Linked DNA regions of Zea mays: region 2 is linked to region 1. A link is a contact called in public Hi-C data. All regions are on one chromosome and are shown on one strand. Each heading gives the region's core, a stretch centred on a gene start, on an enhancer-like site or on the middle of the called end of the contact. The rest is flanking DNA. Distances are from core to core; before and after follow the strand shown.

Region 1 (5,742 bases), core at 1,451-3,950:
TGGTATTATCTTGTGAATTGACAAATGAATTATGTTGTCTTAATATCTGTAAATAATATGTTATTATATCTGATTAATTGTGTTAAATGTATGTATTTATATACTGTTGTACTGTTGGTTCGGGTCAGTGGTCGGCCCGATACGTTCAGACCCATCGGGCGGACGGGCCGACCCGGCATGATTTATCCCTGTGCGTGTCGGGTTTGGGCATGTCCCTAGGCACGTGGGCCAGCACGACCCGGCCCAGAGCATCAACGGGTCATGCCTGGCCCGGCACTATTCGTACCGGGCCAAAACGGGTTTGGACCGGGTCCGTGTCGGGTGGCCTGTTTGTACATCTATACCTCCAAAGTTGCAACCTCAAACCAGGACTTTGTGTGTGGGTGGATGGGGGTGGGGGTGTCTAGTGAAATGTTGAAGTTGCTCTAATGGTGACCATCATCTCCTCTGCTTTAAGTTAGCATAGCTGGACTTGGCGTACTTAGCTACCTAAACACCCATCAGGGTCGTACGTGGAGTGTCTCTATCACTCCTATATATGTGACATGTCGCCTCTTTCTAGGCTGGGCTGTAGAGCTGGTCGTCTCCATGCATACAAATATAATACAAAATACAAAGGTCGGTCATGCATGTATCTGTCAACAACTCTACAGATCACTAGTTTTCCCATCTCCGTCGTCTTCGATCCTTTTCTTTATTCAAAGACGACATGTCGTCGTAGCTAGCAATTCACTTTCGTTTACCACCGGCGCCGGCTAGGAATTTGCACAGCGGCTGCCTGATCGATCCAAGACCCAAAAGAAAAGAAAGCATATACACACACATAAGAAAATAATGCAGAGAAAATCGACCAGACGTATATATTATGAAAACAGTACATGGAGTACTGTAGGCCGCGCGTCCATGCATGTGTGTCCGGCCATGAATGCGGGCGGAGTCGAGCGACGGCGATGACGCGTGCTCAGATTTTTTTCACAAGAGATGGCAGTCGCCATCCATCGCCAAAAAAGAAAGAAAAAAAAACATGAACCCCAACAACTAACCTCTAGCAAATGAATGGGGGCCGAGCCCTAGCCCCTCGGATGGTCTCTGCCTCCCGGTGTGGAAGCAACCGGGCCTGCACAACCGGAATTTGGCTCTTGCCAAGTGCCAAATATTTTGTCAATCGTTTTTTTCGGACACTCGGCAAAAGTTTTTTAACGAGTGCCACGGAAAAAAACCCTCGGTAAAATAAAACACTCGGCGAAAAAGCTCTTTACCGAGTGTTTTATTTTTGACACTCAGCAAAAAACTTCTTTGCCGAGTGTTTTATTTTTGACACTCGGCAAAGAGTTTTTTCAACACTATGCAAAGACAATTTAAAAATCACATTTTAAAGCAGTAAATTAATTCAAATAAAAAAGTTTTTAACTACAAATTTGTATATAGGCAAAGAGAATTTTGTAGTTGGCAACTTTTTCATTTAAAATCATCTTGTCAACGAAAACTACGTCTAAATTTAAAAAAAATTAAATTTGAATTTTAAAACGACCTCGAAAGAAAAAACCACCAACATGAAATTTGTAGGTATTGAAGAGTTATGATACTTTGTAGTTGACAATGTTTTGGTTTGAAATCATCTTGTCATGCAAAACTATGTTTGAATTTTAAAATTTGAAATTTTTAAAATACCTCGGATGGAAAAACTATCAAAATAAAAGTTGTAGATCTTGAAATGTAATGAAATTTTGTAACTGATAATTTTTTTATTTGAAATCATCTTATCATTGAAAAATTCATGTGAAGTTTTAAATTTGAAATTCAAATTTTGTAAACGGTCTCGGATGTAGAAACTATCAAAATAGAACTTGTAGATCTCAAAAGTTATGCAACTTTATAGTTAGTCACATTTTCAAATAAATTCATTTAGTACCTTAAATAATCAAATTACTCTCGGTTTGTTATAGTACATGAGGAATAGAAGCGTAATATAGATATAATTGATGTAGTAGTGTAGTGGTAGAGGAGGGTACGCGCGAGAGAGGTTGCGAGTTCAAATTTCACCATTCACAAAGCATGTAAATTTGATTCAAAATAATAGTGAAAATGATAGGGCGATGAATATGGTAATGGATAGTGGTGGGTGAGTTGTTCCCATAATTTAAAAAAATGATTTGCTGTTTTTGGGGGTTTTTTATTCTTAATTTGCATTGCCGAGTGTGCGAAAAAAAGTACTCGGCAAAGAACCATTTATCGATAAAATATTTGTTAAGCCTTTACCGAGTGTAAAATGGTTTTTATAGTAGTGCTGGGTTCGAGCTTATATGATACGCGTGTATACTTTTAGGAATAGGTTGTAGTTCTAACTTAGGGCATGTTTGGTTTGATGACTAACTTGCTCCGCTTTGCTACACTTTTCTGCTTAAGGTTAGTTCTTAAATTCGAACGACTAACCTTAGGCAAAGTGTGGCACGTTTAGCCACAAACCAAACAGCCCCTTAGTCTCGTGTTTGAATAGTGAGGCAATAAAAAACATCAAGTAAATGCAACTGAAATCTTGATACTGATCCGATGGCCATGATTCATTATATACCTGGACCTAGATAATATATAGATAATTTTTTTTATCTGTCCTAATTAATCAAAACCGTGTGAAGACTTTCCTTCCTCGGCAAGCCACCGCAGCGCTATAAAACTCGGCTTCCTTCTCCCACTTCTTAACGATTCCTCCATCTTTCTTGTGCCCACAAGCTTCCTCCTCCATTTTTTTTATCTGCTTTTTCCCCCTCGGCTGTTCCTACTCAGGCTGGGCAGCAGAGCTAGCAGTGGTCCCTGGTGCTTCAGGCGACCGGCCATGGTGGAGCTGGAGCCTAGTGTGAAGTCGGAGCATGGTGGAGGAGTCGGCCTGGTCCTGCCTCCTGGCTTCAGGTTCCATCCCACAGACGAAGAGGTCATCACCAGCTACCTCCTGCACAAGTTCCTGAACCCTAGCTTCGCGCCGCACGCCATCGGGGAGGTGGACCTCAACAAGTGCGAGCCATGGGATCTCCCAAGTAAGTTGTCATTACACACAGCTGATTTTCTTCCTTTCTTTTCTTTTGACAAGAAGGCCGGTAGCTACTAGCTAGACGTACATGTGTAAATTAATGCTTAATCACTAAGGCAAGGCGAAGATGGGGGAGAATTCCAAGGAGTGGTACTTCTTCTGCCACAAGGACATGAAATACCCCACGGGCACGCGCGCGAACCGCGCCACCAAGGAGGGCTACTGGAAGGCCACAGGCAAGGACAGGGAGATCTTCAAGCCAGCTGCAGGGCGTGACCGTGACCGCGAGCTAGTGGGGATGAGGAAGACGCTGGTGTTCTACATGGGCAGGGCTCCGCGCGGCACCAAGACCAACTGGGTGATGCACGAGTTCCGCCTCGAGGGCAAGTCCAGGCACACCTGCAACGACCTACGCTTCAATCCCAAGGTAATAACGTGCGGTTTCAGTTCTACTGCTACTGCTACTTCTTCAACAACGCTAGCTAATTCTTCTCTTGGACGTGTTGAAAAAATCGTATCTTTTTTGTTTCTGTTTTTTGGTTTATTATCTTCAGGATGAATGGGTCGTGTGCAAGGTGCACCACAAAGGGGCCGAAGAGGCCAGCGCCGCCAAGAAGTCCGCCGGCGGGGGCGGCGAGGAGCACTACTACTCCACCGCAACGCCCAACGTCAGCTCCGTCGAAGGCGGCGACGAGTTCCTCGTCGACTCCCTGCTGGATTACTCCAGCTACTTCAACTGCTTCGCAACCGGTGGCTTGCCTCTGCCCAGCACGACGGCCAACTCAGCCGCAGCACCTGCAACGAACGACGACGACTCCTCCTGGAGCATGCTTCGTCACGCGCCGGCAGACCAGCAAGCAATGGTGGGGAGCTACAGCTTGCACCACCAGGCAATGAAGGCGAAAACTGTAGGCGGCGTCACCTCCCCGAGTTTCTCCGCTGGTTTGCCGAGCTCGCCGGTGGCGGACTACGTGGGAAACGATGCTTCTGGCTACCATACAAACAACTATTAATTAACGATGGATGATGAGCCGCTGCCGAAAATATAGTGATCCAATAGGTGGTGTTAGGCTATTCACACTTACTGTACAGTTTTAAAACAATGTCACATCAAATTTTGTTTATGGAACCGTGTACACTGAGTTTCAACTAGATGCAACTCTCTCATCTCTCATAGAAATATCTTTATCTATCTCCTTATTAAATTCTTATTACCATATCATCCTAGTTGATTATGTGACAGAAAATTTAATAAAGATGAAACTCAAATGAAATCTTCACTAGGAATAGCCCTTAGCTCTTGCTTGCATTGGTAGATACTGTACTAGCTGTGATTCTTATAAAGGCTTCTTGATATATAAAAGGCATTTGAATCTGTCACTAGCTTACTATAAAGACGAAGCCAAAGGAAAACCTTGGCGCACAAGTCAGCAAATAAAACGGGAGCTGTAGTGTTGATGTACAGCTTGGTGCAAGCTAATCATGCCAGAAGATCATGTGCAGTGCCTGCCGCAGCATTCAGTATCTTTCATCATCTACTAATAAGGCCATCTTCAGCAACTTTACTTATCACATCTCTTATTCAAACTTCACTCGATAAACAGTAGTCTAAAACAGTGTTTTGCACAATCACATGCACAATCTACTGGCCGCAGCCTAACTATCCAAGATATTTCTACTATGGCCAGCATGCATGCATGGTTCCTCGGACCGGTGTCAATGGGGGCGGTATTGACCGCTAGCATGACGGCTCAGACGATCGGTGTCGACCCCTCCAGACGCAGCGCGGGATGGTACGACTGGCTGGCTGATCGGATGAGGTCTCCGACCGATCGGTCTAGGCGACATCACCCATGTTGGAGACCACACGGTTTGTACCGACCAGTGCGTTGGGCCACGACCGTTGCCGTCCGGACACAGTTGGCACCGACCGCTTGGTGTCCACGTGGTAGCATGCGATTCATCCATTCAATTTCAGTCATTTTAATTTGCAAAAATCCAAAAAAAAATCAATAAAAAACCAGAAAAATTATTAAATTCACTCTGTAAATAGAGGTGGTCCTTCCCTTCATTCACACACTTTCACTTTCAATTCTCAAGTCTTATCCTTCATTCACACACTTCCATTTTTGTTTAGGGTTTAGGATCCTTCGAACCTCCATCCGAGGTGGAGTCCCAACTACTAAACTTTCATGGATTTGCTCAACGAACAATCTTCGCAACGTCCCGAGACCCTTTTGGGTGTCTAATAAGTTTTATTCAATTGTCTTTCTCCCATTCACCATCGACGAGAGGAAGGTCATGCTTATTTTCGTGGCTTAACTCCTCAACCACCTCTATTTCCTTACTTGTTGGCGCTGATCTGTGTGCCAAACACTAGAATGAACCACCTGGCAGTGCTCTCTACGGCGGCACGGACGTCCGTGACCCTAGCCTGGACGGTCTGCGACATATGGGCGTAGGAGCGGATCCTCCTCTGCACACATCCAGACGGTCCGCTCCTGGGGCTGGACCGTCCGCGATGTCGCAGGGTCTTCATCTCCGTGAAGAACCCTAGAACTCGCCTCCAGGTAGATCATGTCGAGGAGAAGAGTTCCAGGGGTTGCTCCGAGGTCGGCAGGCCACCCGGGGCATCCCTAATCGGCGTAGAATCGAAGAGTGATGGTTGTGGAAGACTAAACTAGATCTAAAATAGGGCTAGATTACTCCTCTTAAGG
Region 2 (5,742 bases), core at 1,126-3,625, 410 kb before region 1:
GCAGAACCGCAACTATCACAACTCGATAGCTCGATGGTGGGTGAACGCAACTAGAACACCTTACTCAAGTCATGCTCGCTAGTTCTATCTTGTAGTAGCACTTTGCCTCGCTCTTTTGGCTTATAATCACGCCAACACATGATCTATAGAGAATCATACAAGAGAGGGATAGGGAATATGTATGCACTTTTTCTACACTTGTATGCTACAAAGGTGTGTTTCTTGGGGTCGTGGGGGCTCCTTTATATAGCCCAACACCCCTTGTAGCCGTTGGAAATCACCAAAGGAAACATATCTGCGCGGGGGGCACCGAACCAGTCTGGTGCGTTAATGGATCAGGTCCCTTAGCCCCGAGTCTGGGATCTTGATTGGCAGCTGCCTCTTATGGTGGTCCCTAGACCGGTCTGGTGCACCACCGAATTGAGGTCCATGTAAGCTAGCCGTTGAGCCAACCAGCGCGCCTCGAACCAATCTTTACCTAGCGGTCTGGTGCACCATCGGACCAGCACTATAGACGGTCTGGTGAGTTATAAAGTATAATTCCCGAGACCTCCAAGTTCATCCGTACAGGCGGTCCGGTGTGCCAGGCCGCCTGAGGCCTCCTTCTAACCCGACTACACAACCAGTCTAGTGCACCATCGGACCACAACTGCAGACGATCCAGTGCACCTAGACAGACTACAGTGAAGTCTTTTCTTAGCGAATTCTTTTCCATTCAACTTGGAATTCTATGAGGGCTTTCCTATGACTTAGACAGACATGATTAGAGTATAATCCAATTGACTAAGTCTTGGAAACTCACCTCCTTCTCCATTTCTCTGTTTCTCCTCAAACAGGGATCAAAGTGATACTTTTGCTACAATACAAGGTAGAGTGCAAACCAAAGTGCCAAACACATAGTAAAAGGTGTATGCAACATGTTTGAATGATCAAACCTCTCATACTTAACCTTTTTCATCATTTTGCTCTTTTTGGCTTGTTTGAGCTCGAGGTTGGACTCCAAAACTCCAAGTTGTAAAACTCTATCATTCTAGCCATCACTTGAGTTCCAACACCTTCTAATGATCACTAAGAATATTTCTAAACTCAAGAGTGACCCAAACTCCATATTCAAGTACACTTAGATCTTTGGGACCTTCCATGTTCTGACTTTGATACTTAGTTTTTTCTTGTGACCATTACTCCACTTGACTTAAACCATTAAATCATAAGCATTACCTCAATGGTTGTAAGTCACATCCATATATCGCGGTCTTGAACGCATTGGGACTCTTCTCAGCTTGACCAACCTTGACTTCTTACAAGACCATCTTCTCCACTCTTGGCTTTTGGTACCTCAGTCTTCTTGACCTTCTCCCTTGCACTAGTACCTTGAAGTCCTTCTTGCCTCCGTCCTTAGTTCGATCAGTTGTCCCTGACTTAAGTACATTGATTTCCACTTAATCAATGTCCATCCTTCATCTACTTATCACGTGTTGAACTTTGTAAGCTTTTCCCTAAGTCTCTATTCAACACTTGACACACAGGTCAGACCTTTAATTGTGTTGTCATCCAAAACACCAAAACCCATAAGAGACCTTTCAAGCATACCCAACTTCATCATATGGTACCGGTAGACCCTAACGAATCTATGCTGGTGAGCACCGATGTCCCTCCTCATGGTTCGACGACTAAAGGAGGAGGGGAGATGCAACAGGAAGGAGGTATGTCAATCATCGAGATGACGTTGACACTGTCCATGACCACATCCAACTTTCACCTCGATCCCAAATGTATAACAACCATCTCTAACTCTTCGCTACTGTAATAGAAAAATCTATATCCACACCAATTAATTCATTATCCAAAAACATAGATATGTTATATGGGATCAACAAGACCCTAAGGCCCTGTTCCAATCCTCTAGAGCTAATTGTTAGTCAGTTAATAAGTTGTTAGCTGCTTTTAGCTGTGTTGGAGCAGCTAACGACTAATAGCTATTTGAGAGTTATAACTAACAGTTAGTTGGTCCATTAGCTGACCCGTTCTATACCTTTCAAGTAATTTTAGCTGCTAACTATTGGTTTTAGAGGTTTAGAACATGGCTTATGTATGAGAAACATCCTACCAAACTCCACTTGGGAGATGCAGGTTAAATCTGTAGTTTGTAGATTACTAGTCAGATAACCGTGCATTGCTATTGTTTCTATATATCACATGGGGGTAGACATTGTTTTAATAAAACATAAAAATATGTGTGTTTTGATGGTTACGTGTGTGTAATTGTGAAGCCAACAACTAAGGTTCGAACCCCGCTTATGCATAATTTCGTCGTGCGAACCGTGAAATTGATGCTTTATTTAGTTGAGAAATAAAATCAACGCAAATGTTTAGATCTATTATAATAACTGATAAACAAAATGTTTAATAGAGCTATGAATACCCGCAGCTTTAGCAAATTCATGAAGATGCAAAATTCGTAGTAAAATCTGGCCCTACATACCAGCCACACGTGGAGGTCGAGCTCACAACCACCAGTCATGCACGAGTGCATGCAAATGCAATGCAACAAGCAGAGTTCCGTCCAAGAATAACAGCTCCTCGTCTCCTCGCTCCCATGGATCACTCGGCACCCCACACGTGTTTCTCCACCATCTATCCCCGGCGCGGCGCGTACGTCCACCAGTGACCGACCGTCACATCAGCCATCATCGCCGGCGGCGACGAAGGAGCTAACAATCGATCTACCGGCCCACGAGCGAACCGAACGGCGGAGGATCGATGGCGGCGACGACGGTAACCGACCCGCTGGCGGAGCTGTGGAACCACACGATGTCGACGGGCCGGTCGGACCTCTACTGCTTCGACCCGAGGAAGATCACCATGAAAGGCATCTGGACGGGGGACAACCCGCTGGACTTCGCCCTCCCGCTCCTCCTCTTCCAGATCATCCTCATCACCGCCACCACACGCGCCGTGGCGCTGCTGCTGGCGCCGCTCCGCCTCCCGCGATACATCGCCGAGATCCTGGCGGGCTTCCTCTTGGGTCCCTCCGTGCTGGGCCGCGTCCCACTCTTCTCCGACATCGCCTTCCCAGTCCGCAGCATCTTCATCCTCGAGTCCATGTCCCTCATCGGCCTCGTCTACTACACCTTCACTATCGGCGTCGAGATCGAGCTCCACACCGTCCTCCGCTCGGGATTGCGCAGCTTCTGGTTCGCCGCCGCCTCCGCGCTCCCGCCCTTCGTCGTCGGCATCGTCACAGGCTACGTCGCGCTCACCGGCAGCGACGACGACAGCGGCGGAACAACGACGACGGCCGCCAAGGCCGAGCAGAAGTTCCTCAACCGCCTCTCCTTCCCCGTCTTCCTTGGCGCCACTTTCTGCTCCACCGCCTTCTCCGTGCTTGCGCGCAACATCGCGGAGCTCAAGCTCGCCGGCACCGACGTGGGCCAGCTCTCCATCTCGGCGTCCCTCATCAACGACACCTTCGCGTGGGCCGGGCTCACCGTCGCCACGGCGCTGGCGCACGTCCGCTACGGCATGGTCCCGTGCATCTGGACGTTCGTGTCGGGCGTCGTCATCGTCAGCATCAGCTACCTTGTCGTCCGCCCCATGCTCGTCCGCCTAGCGCACCGCGTCGCCGAGGGCGAGGTCGTCAGCGAGGCGCAAGAGTGCTGGGTCCTCGTCGGCGTCCTGGTAGCCGCGCTCGTCGCCGACGCCGGAGGCACGCACGCCATATTCGGCGCCTTCGTTTTCGGCCTCGCCGTGCCCAACGGGCCTGTCGGCGTCGCCATCGTAGAGAAGGTAGAGGACTTCGTGATGGGAACGCTGCTGCCGCTCTTCTTCGCCATGAGCGGGCTCCGCACGGACACCGCCTCGATCACCAGCATGCCCGCTGCGGTGCTGCTGATGGTGGCCGCGCTGGCCGCTGCCGCCCTCAAGGTTGCCGCCGCAGTAGGCGTCGCCGCCGTGTTCGGCATGCCGCTGCTTGACGGCACGTCGATCGGCCTGCTGCTCAACACCAAGGGGATCATCGAGCTCATCATCCTCAACATCGGCAGGAACAAGAAGATCATGAGTGACCAGTCGTTCACGGTGCTGGTGTTCATGTCGGCGCTGATCACGGCGCTGGTGACGCCGCTGCTGGCCCTGGTGGTGAAGCCGGCGCGGCGGCTGGTGTTCTACAAGCGGCGCACCATCGCGTGGCCGCAGTTGGAAGCGGAATTCCACGTGCTGGTGTGCGTGCACATGCCGCGCGACGTGCCGGCCCTCCTGACGCTTCTGGACGTGGCGTCGCCCTCCGACCGGTCACCCGTGGCGGTGCAAGCGCTGCACCTGATTGAGTTCGCGGGGCGGTCGTCTGCGCTGCTCCTGATCAACGCGTCGGCGCCGTCGTCGTCGTTCGAGCACTCGGTGCACCGGCGCAGCCAGGTGGAGCTGCAGTTCAAGCACATCGCGCACGCCTTCATGGCCTACGAGGAGAACGTGGCGGGCGTGTTGGCGCGCACCATGGCGGCCGTGTCGCCGTACGCGACGATGCACGACGACGTGACGTCCGCCGCGGAGGAGCAGCACTCGGCGCTCATCCTGCTGCCGTTCCACAAGCACCGGTCGGTGGACGGAGGGCTGGAGGTGTTCCACCCGGAGATCCAGGCACTGAACCAGAGCATCCAGCGCTTCTCTCCCTGCACCGTGGGCATCCTCGTCGACCGCGGCCTGGGCGGCGTGCCGGGCGCCGGGTGCCGCGTGGCGGCGCTATTCTTCGGCGGGCGCGACGACCGCGAGGTGGCAGCGCTGGCGATCCGTATGGTGTCCAACCCGGCCATCGACCTCACGCTGCTCCGGTTCGCCCAGAAGGGCGGCAGTTTCACGGGCACCGAGTTCGATGCGCTCAAGGAGCGCAAGGCCGACGACGGGATCCTGCGGGAGTTCCTGGACCGGGCCAACAGCGTCAGCGGCGGCGGCGGCGCGGGCGTGGAGTACCGCGAGCGCGGCGTGTTCAACGCCAGCGAGATGGTGGCGCAGATCAGGGAGGTGGAGGCGCTGGGGAAGGACCTCTTCGTGGTGGGCAAGGTGCCGGGACTGCCGGCGCTCACGGCGGGGATGGCGGAGTGGAGTGAGTGCCCGGAGCTGGGGCCTATCGGGGACCTGCTCTCGTCGAAGGACTTCCAGACGACAGCGTCGGTTCTGGTGGTACAGTCGTACGTGAGGCCGTCTGCCGGGGGGATGTCGGCGGAGCAGGGACTTGGCGGCGGCGATGGCGTGTCTGCGGCGGGACGACCGCCACGGCCAGATCAGATCCGTAGGAGTAGCCTTGGGCATAGGAGCTAGCTAGTAGGTCTGTAGGTCATGGTGGTGGCTTGCTGGTGTCGCGCCATGGTTGCTGCACCATGGTTGGGTACGTGGGTGAGGTTCGTGCTCGACCGGTCTTGTGGTTCGCGCGCCAAGCACGTAGCCGCCAGCGACCATCGGAAAAATTTAGTAAAGGTAGCTTGCATTGTAATCACAATTATTGTAGTCCAAAATACCTAACTCTTCTGATTCTAAATGCAGATCCTTTATTATTTACGACATTGACATGGTCTCTGAAGTAGCAATTTTGTTTTGACTTGTAATTTTTGTTATTAAAATATATACCATACTTAATAGAGTAAAAGCTTTTGTATTATGAAATACACTTCTCCTATATTTGTTTTAGATGCCTGAATTCTAATGCAGTTTTAGACAACACAAATGTACAATCAACTAGTAAAAAGAATA

What was found. Hi-C and Micro-C count contacts between places; a contact is called where the count stands out from the background.
Region 2: a Hi-C map of leaf shows a contact between it and region 1, with 2.4 times the contacts expected there. The contact joins the promoter of LOC103647136 here to the promoter of LOC100281227 in region 1. A contact is called at or near these places in 2 of 25 Hi-C or Micro-C datasets (both in leaf).

Annotation. Positions count from the first base shown.
Region 1 is chr2:154,369,949-154,375,690 of Zm-B73-REFERENCE-NAM-5.0, reverse strand. It overlaps LOC100281227, which reads left to right and starts at 2,700. Exons shown (of 3, transcript NM_001154146.1): 1 at 2,700-3,032; 2 at 3,142-3,452; 3 at 3,580-4,177. The coding sequence starts at 2,834. The coding sequence ends at 4,038.
Region 2 is chr2:154,781,253-154,786,994 of Zm-B73-REFERENCE-NAM-5.0, reverse strand. It overlaps LOC103647136 (cation/H(+) antiporter 15), which reads left to right and starts at 2,375. Exons shown (of 1, transcript XM_008671700.2): 1 at 2,375-5,546. The coding sequence starts at 2,761. The coding sequence ends at 5,313.